Linked DNA regions of Mus musculus: region 2 is linked to region 1. A link is a contact called in public capture Hi-C data. All regions are on one chromosome and are shown on one strand. Each heading gives the region's core, a stretch centred on a gene start, on an enhancer-like site or on the middle of the called end of the contact. The rest is flanking DNA. Distances are from core to core; before and after follow the strand shown.

Region 1 (4,823 bases), core at 629-3,128:
AAACCACCAACCAAAGAATACACATGGAGGGGCCTATGGCTCCAGCCGCATATGTAGCAGAGGATGGCCTTATCTGATATCAATGGGAGGGGAGGCCCTTGGTCCTGTGGAGGCTGAATGCCCCAGGGTAGGGGGATGTTAGAGAGTGGATGTGTGGGTGGAGGAGCACCCTCATAGAGCCAGGGGGAGGGGTATGGGATGGGGGGGTTGCAGAGGGGAAACTGAGAAGGGGATATAATTTGAAATGTAAATAAATAAAATAAACAATAAAAAATTAGTCCTGGGAAAGAGCCATCAATTTGCATTATATAAAATTAAGACTATGAAATATAATATTGGCTAAAAAATACAATAACTGTAGACAGCAAAGTACACTTTAGTAATAAAAAAGAATTATAGAGTTGTTCTAAATATCTCCAATTATTTCAATGGAGTTTCGGTTTTCAATCCAAATTTCTTGGATAAAATTCAGAAGCACTCACAGTGGCCCACACCTTTAATTCATAGGCAGAAGCAATGGGATTCTAAGAGTTCAAGGCCAACCTGGTCTATAATGGCAAGTTGAAGGTAAACCAGGGATATACAGTAAGACCATCCTTAAATAAATAAATAAAGTTTCACAACTCACCAAAAACAAAAATTATACATCAACCAAAGAAGCAAAGGAGGCTCAAAGGCTTCTAAGTACTCACAAAACTCAATTTAAAACAATAATACTAGTACTCAGGAGGCAGAGGCAGGCAGATCTCTATGATTTTGAGCCCAGCCTGGTCTATATAGAGAGACTTCCAGGACAGCCAGGCTACAGAGAAACTTTGTCTCAAAAAACAAACAAATAAGGGGGGGGCAGAGAGGGAGGGAGGGATGGAAGGATGGAGGAAGGGATAGAGAGAGAGAGAGAGAGAGAGAGAGAGAGAGAGAGAGAGAGAGAGAGAGAGAAGAGAAAACAATTTGTTACAGACCTGTAATCATAAAGTTTTACCTTCTGGATATGGTATACAACAACTTCTGCCATGTTCTGAAGATAGATCTTGGCTAAACACTTGTATCATACAATGCACAAGGTTCTAGGCTAAAACAAAGTTTAATAAAATACTGTCGCCACCACCAGCATTATCACTTAGTTTAGCTCAATTGCACAGCATATTAGCTTAATGAAGGTGTGTACTCGTTGTGGAGTTCCAGCATTTACACTCATTTGAACTGCTACAAAACACACCCCAATTGTTAGACACCTCTGCCCTGTTTCCAAAATGGTCCCAGCAGACATCATAATCATCTCGGTACACACACATGATATGGAATTTTTATACTATGTCACATATATTACTTTATATATACTCCATGTGGGTATTTTTACATATATTTCTTAAACTAGTGGGTTATGCCACAGAGAAAGGAAATAGGAGAAAAAAATTATAAAAGTTATCTTACTCTATGCCTACTATGTAGGGAGCCCTTTGAACATCTTATATTATCTCTCTGGAAACAGCACTGTGGGTATTGTGTCTCTTATATAAATGAAAACACTAAAGATTGAGTAGCCTATGCAGGGTTGCCCAGTTGTTACATAATAGGTGATAGCTGAACCCAGGTGGATCTGGCCCAAAAACCTATGTGCCCACCCCCCCCCCCAATATACCACAAAGCTGAGTCGCACTTATTTCTGCCTCCCAACACTTATTTTCCTTTCCAAAAACCCCTGGTTACTGTCTGGCCTGCAGTGAGTCTCATTGCAACAGTTCTGATGTACAGGATACACACTTTCACATCAGGTTTTTTTTTTCCCTTAATTGGATGTCCTTCTTCCTCTCTAACTATGCAAACATTATTCACCCTCCAAGGGTCATTTTCTCCACGAAGTCTCACTTCCTTCTCTCAGTGAGCGTTGCTCAATTTGGTTTCTGTGAGCATGGTGTGGTGGGGAGGAGGGAAGAGGGTGATCTTCCTTGTGTGTTGTATAATTAGATCTTAAATTTGATGTCATTACACATTCCTGTGTTTTGGCTCTCCTTAATTCTGCAGTCCTCCCCCTCAGTGGCCACAACCTTAGGTTTAAGTTGCACAGATGCCTCATTGCTTTTCCAAATGTTATTATTTGACCACGTTTAATCAATTAGGAAGTCATCTCATGTGCTGAAAATGGTGTCGAACTGACAATCAAGAGGCCAATTAGTAGTCTATGTCAAGGAACATAAGCAAAGTGAACCCCTGCCTTCTGCAGCTATGAGGGGCGGGTTCCAACTAGCTGTCCTGTAAACAGAATGCTTGCCTTTATTTGCTTTAAACTGTGGTTCTGAAAAGAGAAAGTATATCATTTGAAGCCAGGTCTACTTAGCTCTTTCTCCCTCTCTGGCTTTCTCTTCATCGATCAAGTCTAGGGGACACACTATGAAAGCTATAGACACTAATAGAAAATCCTTTTTACACAGTGCCCATCTTCTGAAGCAAAATCTGTATCCACTCCAGATATACTTAACATAGGTATTCTGTAAAATGTGATGTATTAGCAAGAATCAGGATGTTCTCTACTCTGAAGCTCAGAGTAGACGGCTCCCTGTGAGTGATGCTCTGGGAGTAATAGAAAGTTGACCAGTTGTCCATATGCAAATGTCCATCCATTGCTTCAATTGCTCTTTCCTTCCATTACAAACCCACTTTACTCTGATTAAGTTGTTCACATAAATCAGGAATGGGAGATAGGTTCAAAGCTGATACAAATGGTAGGTAGATACAAATCTGGGCTTTGTAAAGTTAGTTATTAACCTAAGAAATATGTATATATTAATGTAATATATCAAGAAATCCTCAAAATAAAAAATAGCACACACAAATACTGTGAGGATAGTAACAATGTCAATGGGACAAGGCATTCTTTAGTTTTTCTCTTACTTCTTATCTTACATACTTCTTTCCTTCAATTCAAGGTTTTATTTACTCATGCACTCATATGAATATGAAGTTATAGAATCTACTTTGAATCAACAATCAACTAACTGCTTGGTTTCAATGTGTGTTGAAAGTGCTTTAATGCTTTTTTTTTTCTAGAACAAAGTAAAGATGCAAAAGTAAAATGCTTAAAGAAAACTGAAAGATTGGGGGAAAGCAGGAACCTCTTACGTGTAACTCTTTTGGAGTCTGTAAAAGTCAGATGTAAAAAATGAAAAACTATGGAAAGTGAAGAAAATGTCTCATAGATGTGAGAGAAAATAATGGTTGAGAAAATTGTTAAGCACATGGTTCCAGGAAAGGCTGGGAGATACGCCACCTCATTGCTACTCTTTGAAATGCTGTTTGAAATACATAGCTATAATTGTAAAGTTGGCTATGTCTTTAAGAATTCAGAGAAAAAAATTCTAATGGAGTAGAACTGTTTTCTCAAACATGGTTTACTTAGATCAAATAAAGCCAAGTTGTTTATGGTTTTCCTGTGCCATCTCCTTTGGTCCACCTAATAATACTTACACATTCTATTGCAAAGGCTCTTTCCAACAAACCATTCAATTTCTAAATAAATGTCCTGCTAAAACATCATTGCCTTCTTTGGAAGGCTCCTTTAGCCTGGCATTCTGTATTTAATATTGGAGTCAATCATGCTGGAGATCTTAGGTGTTGCCATTATACAATGAATGTTTACGGCTTGGGTAAACAGGTTTTGTTTGCATTTGTTACCTTGACTGTGGCAATTGGTCTTCTACAAGCATTCTCAATGAATAAATGCCTAGAGTTGATAACAGTACACAAGGTCCTAAAACTTTTACAGAAGTAAAGAAGCAAGAGAGAACTTGGGGTTTTGTATTGACATTGTGTGTGTGTGTGTGTGTGTGTGAGTGTGTGCATGTGTGTAGGAGCTGTTACTTTGACTTTTTTTGTTAAACAAAGTTAACGATAACTGACCAGTGTGAGTGATTCCTATACATCAAGCATATTACATACAGGGTGCTTTACAAAATTTGGCCAGTTTTCTTGTATTCTATCGTTTTATAGAAAAGGACAAGACTCAGAGAAGTTTAATAAGATAGTGAGTCACTGAGCTAGTACATGAGACGCCAGATATGTCCTCAGTGTGTCCAACTTCCACTGCTGTGCTGGCTGCCAGGGCTCCAAGGCTCTTTTTCCCCAGCCGTCCACCTGGCTCACCACCTCACTTAATGAGAGTAAGATGTGTAAAAAGCTAGGGCTATGTGTTCAACTCCCACTAGGCCAGTTCACTTATCAGAAAAGAAGAAAGTGACCTCAAATTGGCTTGGTAATGTGTTCCTTTGGCCGCTCAAGGAAGCAATGCCCTAATAGAATTTGATCCCTGAAAGCTGAACAGTTCAAGGCGACCTCAGGACCACTGGTCACAGAAGAGGGATAAGGATGTTGGCAGAATGCAATGTGCATCCCATTGAGAGTTGTTTTCGGGACATAGTGACTTTTAATATTTTTTAAGTTGAAAGTACTGATAAGCACATGGTTGGGCCATCTCCCTGGAACGCTGCTTATATTAAATAAAATTATTCTTGTGACTTCACACCAAGGAGGTTTTTTTTTTCTTTAAGGAAGCAGAATCATGTCAAATTATGTAAATAATTCAAAAGGTGCTTGTGGACATCCCTGCCTGCTCTTTGTCAGTCACCCAACAATTTGCAAAAATAACCAAAGGAAGTGTTTTTGGTGGGCTTTTGAAGATATTTTTAGCTAAGCAAGTAGAGGTTTTAAAATATAAGTATGTGAGTGCCTGCCATTTGGAGAAATCACCTGCTCACAGAGTTCCGTGGAGAAGTGGAATGTTGTCATGTGTGTCACTCAGACAACATGTGGACTGCATTAAGTCAGGT
Region 2 (4,823 bases), core at 1,486-3,985, 980 kb before region 1:
CAAAAAAAGACCAAATCCCAGAATGGAGAATAGAGTTGGCAACAGAATCCTATTTGAGAATGACTCAGGACCAGAACATTATTCTAAATAATGTAGAGTTAAGGCAACTGGTAGATGTTGGGAGAGTAAGACCCAGATGCCCCTCAACAGAGGAATGGATACAGAAAATGTGGTACATTTACACAATGGACTACTACTCAGCTATTAAAAAGAATGAATTTATGAAATTCCTAGGCAAATGGATGGACCTGGAGGGCATCATCCTGAGTGAGGTCACCCAATCACAAAGGAACTCACACAATATGTACTCATTGATAAGTGGATATTAGCCCAGAAACTTAGGATACTAAAGATATAAGATACAATTTGCTAAACGCATGAAACTCAAGAAGAACGAAGACCAAAGTGTGGACACTTTGCCCCTTCTTAGAATTGGGAACAAAACGCCCATGGAAGGAGTTACGGAGACAAAGTTTGGAGCTGTGATGAACCATCACAGGATGGACCATCTAGAGACTGCCATATCTGGGGATCCATCCGATAATCAGCTTCCAAATGCTGACACCATTGCATACACTAGGAAGATTTTGCTGAAAGGACCCAGATGTAGCTGTCTCTTGTGAGACTATGCTGGGGCCTAGCAAACACAGAAGTGGATGCTCACAGTCAGCTATTGGATGGATCACAGGGCCCCCAATGGAGGAGCTAGAGAAAGTACCCAAGGAGCTAAAGGGATCTGCAACCCTATGGGTGGAACAACATTATGAACTAACCAGTACCCCAGAGCTCTTGACTCTAGCTGCATATGTTTCAAAAGGTGGCCTAGTCGGCCACCATTGGAAAGAGAATCCCATTGGACTTGCAAACTTTATATGCCCCAGTACAGGGGAACTCCAGGGCCAAAAAGGGGGAGTGGTTGGGTATGAGAGTGGGGGGAGGGTATGGGGGACTTTTTGGATAGCATTAGAAATGTAAATGAGGAAAATACCTAATAAAACTATTTAAAAAGTGAGAGACAAGTTTGCTTAGTAAGTCAACCAATTTCAAGTCGAAAGATACACTTCTAAGAATATTCAGGCAGCACATTTTCATCTTGAAAGATCAATGTGAAAACAAAAACAAAAAAAGAAGTTGGGGAAGATAGTGAAATGAGGGTACAACTGGAAATTACTGAGAGTTGAATATAATCAAAACATAGGAAATTCTCAAATAACTGCAAACAATAGAATTTGACAAAGGTAGGTAGTAGGACAAATTGGCACAAATAGATAGCAGGTTAAGTAGGAGAATAGTAATTGTTTTCTCCAGTTGTATTAGCCCTGAAGAGCTAGGAAAGGCTAGAATTGATAAATGGCAGTATTATTTTGAATTTAAATTTCCGGATTTCCCACGGAATTTATGTGGTGATCAGGGAATCAGAAATATTGTTCATATTCCCAAATACTTCTTTAAGCAAAGACCTCTTTGACAACTTTCTCAAGTTTAAATTCAGTTATGGAAACCAACTGGAAAAAGGCTATTGACCTAAAAGTGTTCAGTGCAAAACTGTTTTCATGTTATATTAAAATATTTTAATGATTGGATGAGGAATCATAGGCATGGATCCACAAATTGGTATGACATGCATTCTTTATGATTTTCATTTGGAAATATCCAGGATGCCTTCAACTCTCACTGTGGCTTATCTTTGTAGTCCTACCAGATTGAATAGGATGTATCAAAATAAGGAAAAGTATTGTGCTCCACTAACCATTTAAACTCCAATTAATTCTCAGGACTGTAAATGACTTAAGAAAGCTCATTTGGCTCTATCTCACCAGGTTTTCTCAATACCTCTTCCTAGTTTCCATGATAGAGCTAAAGCAAAGATAGCCACTATTTTCAAAGAAACATAATTTGGAAAATGGGAACTAGATTTGGGCATAGAGAAGACAGAGTGTGAACAGTAGAAAGAAAATGACATAATGGCAATTAAGGACATTGTTTTTTACTGTAAAGTTTCAAAATACATTTTCAAAGTACAATATGATTTCTTTTAGTGATATATAGTCCTTAGCTTGTTGTTGTTTGGCCACTAAGTTATATCGAAACTACAAAATATTTACCATATTTTTCAGCTCTAGTAATACCTGTGGGAATGAATTACTAGATCACTAAGATAGATGAATGTGTGGTAGTAGATTTTCTAAAACAGAGCAAATAATTCTCATTTTAAACATTTAGTTATATAAATTGTGTTTGATGAGTGTTAAGATTGGGCAACACAATTGACATCCTTGCAATAAAACAGGATCTGCTTTATAATTTTTTTATAATCAGTTTTACAATCATGCAAGTTTGGTGATTGAATTCTGAAATGAGTAACAGTCTCGTTTATCTTCAACCTTTCTGACTACATGTGTTTAAGTTGAAACAAACAAAGAAATGAAATATAAAGCCAATTTTTAAAAAGTACATGATATGAGAGAAAGGACACAGAGGGCAGGCATTTTTTTTCCAGATTTTAGAAACCTCTAAAATCTCTGTGTCCTCCTCAAATGTACTTGAGTTACAACATTGGGTATTTTCTCTCCGTACCTTTGAACATTTGCCTTGTTAGTCATAAATTTGTTTGAGAAAAAATAAAATACATGTTTTAAAGCTATCTTCCTAATTTCGCAAGTAAAAAAGGAAGTAGCAGAAGGGCATTTTTCTTGGGTGACTAGACATTTGGGGAACAAACAGACTGTTCTAACAGACGAGCTAAAGGTCTGTCAACCAGAGAAGTGGGAGGTCCTCCCTCTTCTGCCTGCTGAAGGGAGAATATTGAAAGGAAGCCAGAATGCAAACTGATCAAGAAAAATACATAGACAAACTGCACAAGAAAATAAGATCTACACTAGAAACAACTATTGGAATCATTGAAATTATGTGTGAATGTTTACATAAACTTTTTATCATGATTCTTCTTGAGTGGATATCTCCTGAAGTTCCCTCAGCCTTTTCTTCCACCAATATCTGACCATAAACATGAACCAAGGTTTCTGATGGTCTATGAAGTCCTTCTGATTGCAGTGGCCACTCTATTACTCCATTGACTATAATCATGTATACTTACTGCACCAGGTGCCCTCTATACTCTTTCTGATTCAAGTTTAAACCCTCCAGGCAGTAGCTGTTTGATTCAGAACAAGTAATTGAAAATCTTTTAGTTTGCTTGTTCCTTTTATAAAAATCATCTACTAGAGAAACCTTCATTTATTTTTGTAAACTGTTAATGATGCCAAAAAAAGCAAACTATTCTAACGGACTTAAGGTACCATTACCTATATGGACAAAGTTGAAATGCTTGTGATTTAAGAAATACTTGCAAGCCTGGAGGCAGCTGAACAGTTGAGGTGCTTGCTGCCTGGCTTGACACTTGACGTCTCAGGACCCATGTGATAGAAGGAGAAATGATTCTTGCCTGATGCTAATGAGTCCACAAACATATTTTTGCTCCCTATTCATAGTAATTATTGCTGTTATAAGGTAGCGTTTTAGGCTTGCTTAAAGTGAGCGCTATATTATTTTTAAAAAAAGAAAAAGAAAATGCAAGCTTGTCAGGGCTGGGGTGAGCAGATGCCATGAATTACTAGGAAGTTGCACTTTATCCCGAGCTCTGTGCAGATGGAGGCATCAGCAAAGAGCAAAAGGCACGGACACATCCCTTTCATATATAGAATATATGGAGACCAGAAGGGTGTGGTGACTTACTTAGAATTGTGCAATCATTTCAGAGAAAGACATTGTTTGTGCAGAGAAAACACTCAGGAGCAGAGTGACTAAATCCTTTAAAAAAAATTGAAACACTTGAGGATCATAGTGTTGTTCAGAGAATTTCCTGTTGTTTCCATTATAAGTATAATTAAAGCTGCCTGCTCTTCTTAATTTTTTTTTCTTTTTAAGAAATAAGTTATCTCTACTAACTGGGTGGTCCTGCAGGCAATTTCATTGTTGAGTCCAACCAGAACCTGAAAATAAAGTCTTTCTTCTAAAACACAGAGTGCATCTTTCTACCCCAGTCTTCTTTGGTTTAAGGATTTTTTGTTTTTGTTTTTGATTGTTGTTTTGTTTTGTTTTTTGATTTTTGGATTTTGTTTTGTTTTGTTTGTTTGTTTGGTTGGTTTTTTCTGTGATACATAAGCAATAAAATAAACAAGAAAGTTTAAAACTACTGACTTTTTTCCATAAAATATTTGACTCTTAGAAGTGTCACTTAGTGTCATTTTGGTTACTATACTCACTACTTAACTCCTTAGATTGGGCAGATAAGTCAGCAGTATGTTGTGCAAGCCCAGTTCAGATATTTATTTCAGTTACTAGGTAGAAAGGCTTTGCCTGTGTTAATATATAAATAGAGAAAGAGATCAGATGTTGCAGAATATCTGCATACCCTAAATGGTCAGGACATCCTATGGACAACTCTTCTACCCCAATTCATGGGATACGATAATAGAGTTTTCATCTCAGAGAGGAAAAAGAATAGGTTGACCTGATAACTTTGGGTTTCTATATTGCCCATAGATATATTTGTTTATACTTCCAATAGGTAACCTTTAGATGACATTGCAAAGTTACACAACTGACTTTATTTCTTTAAACTGAAGGCCAAAGACTTGAGATATAATGAATGTTTTCAGCTTTAGTTTCTGACTGGGTCTTTAGTACCAAGAGAACACTTGTCACAGAATCACACCTTTCGTAGGTACTCGATTGGTCTAGGTTAAATTAAGGAAGGTTGATTTTCTTGAACTGTATATGTGGTGAAGTTTAAGATAAAAGCTACTCCCAATACAGACAAA

What was found. Capture Hi-C pulls out chosen DNA fragments and counts their contacts.
Region 2: a capture Hi-C map of bone marrow-derived macrophages shows a contact between it and region 1, with 10 times the contacts expected there. The contact joins two enhancer-like sites. A contact is called at or near these places in 1 of 484 Hi-C or Micro-C datasets (bone marrow-derived macrophages) and 1 of 9 other capture datasets (bone marrow-derived macrophages).

The regions. Positions count from the first base shown.
Region 1 is chr2:45,259,171-45,263,993 of GRCm38.p6, reverse strand. It overlaps Vis1. Among named protein-coding and RNA genes, the nearest start is that of Gm13479, 130 kb to the left of the region's middle. Within about 2 kb of position 1,878, at least 60 of the 459 cell types and tissues checked have an H3K27ac peak or open chromatin away from gene starts, as enhancers often do. A contact at or near this core is called in bone marrow-derived macrophages, where this site is marked.
Region 2 is chr2:46,243,798-46,248,620 of GRCm38.p6, reverse strand. No RefSeq gene overlaps it. Among named protein-coding and RNA genes, the nearest start is that of Gm13470, 200 kb to the left of the region's middle. Within about 2 kb of position 2,735, at least 25 of the 459 cell types and tissues checked have an H3K27ac peak or open chromatin away from gene starts, as enhancers often do. A contact at or near this core is called in bone marrow-derived macrophages, where this site is marked.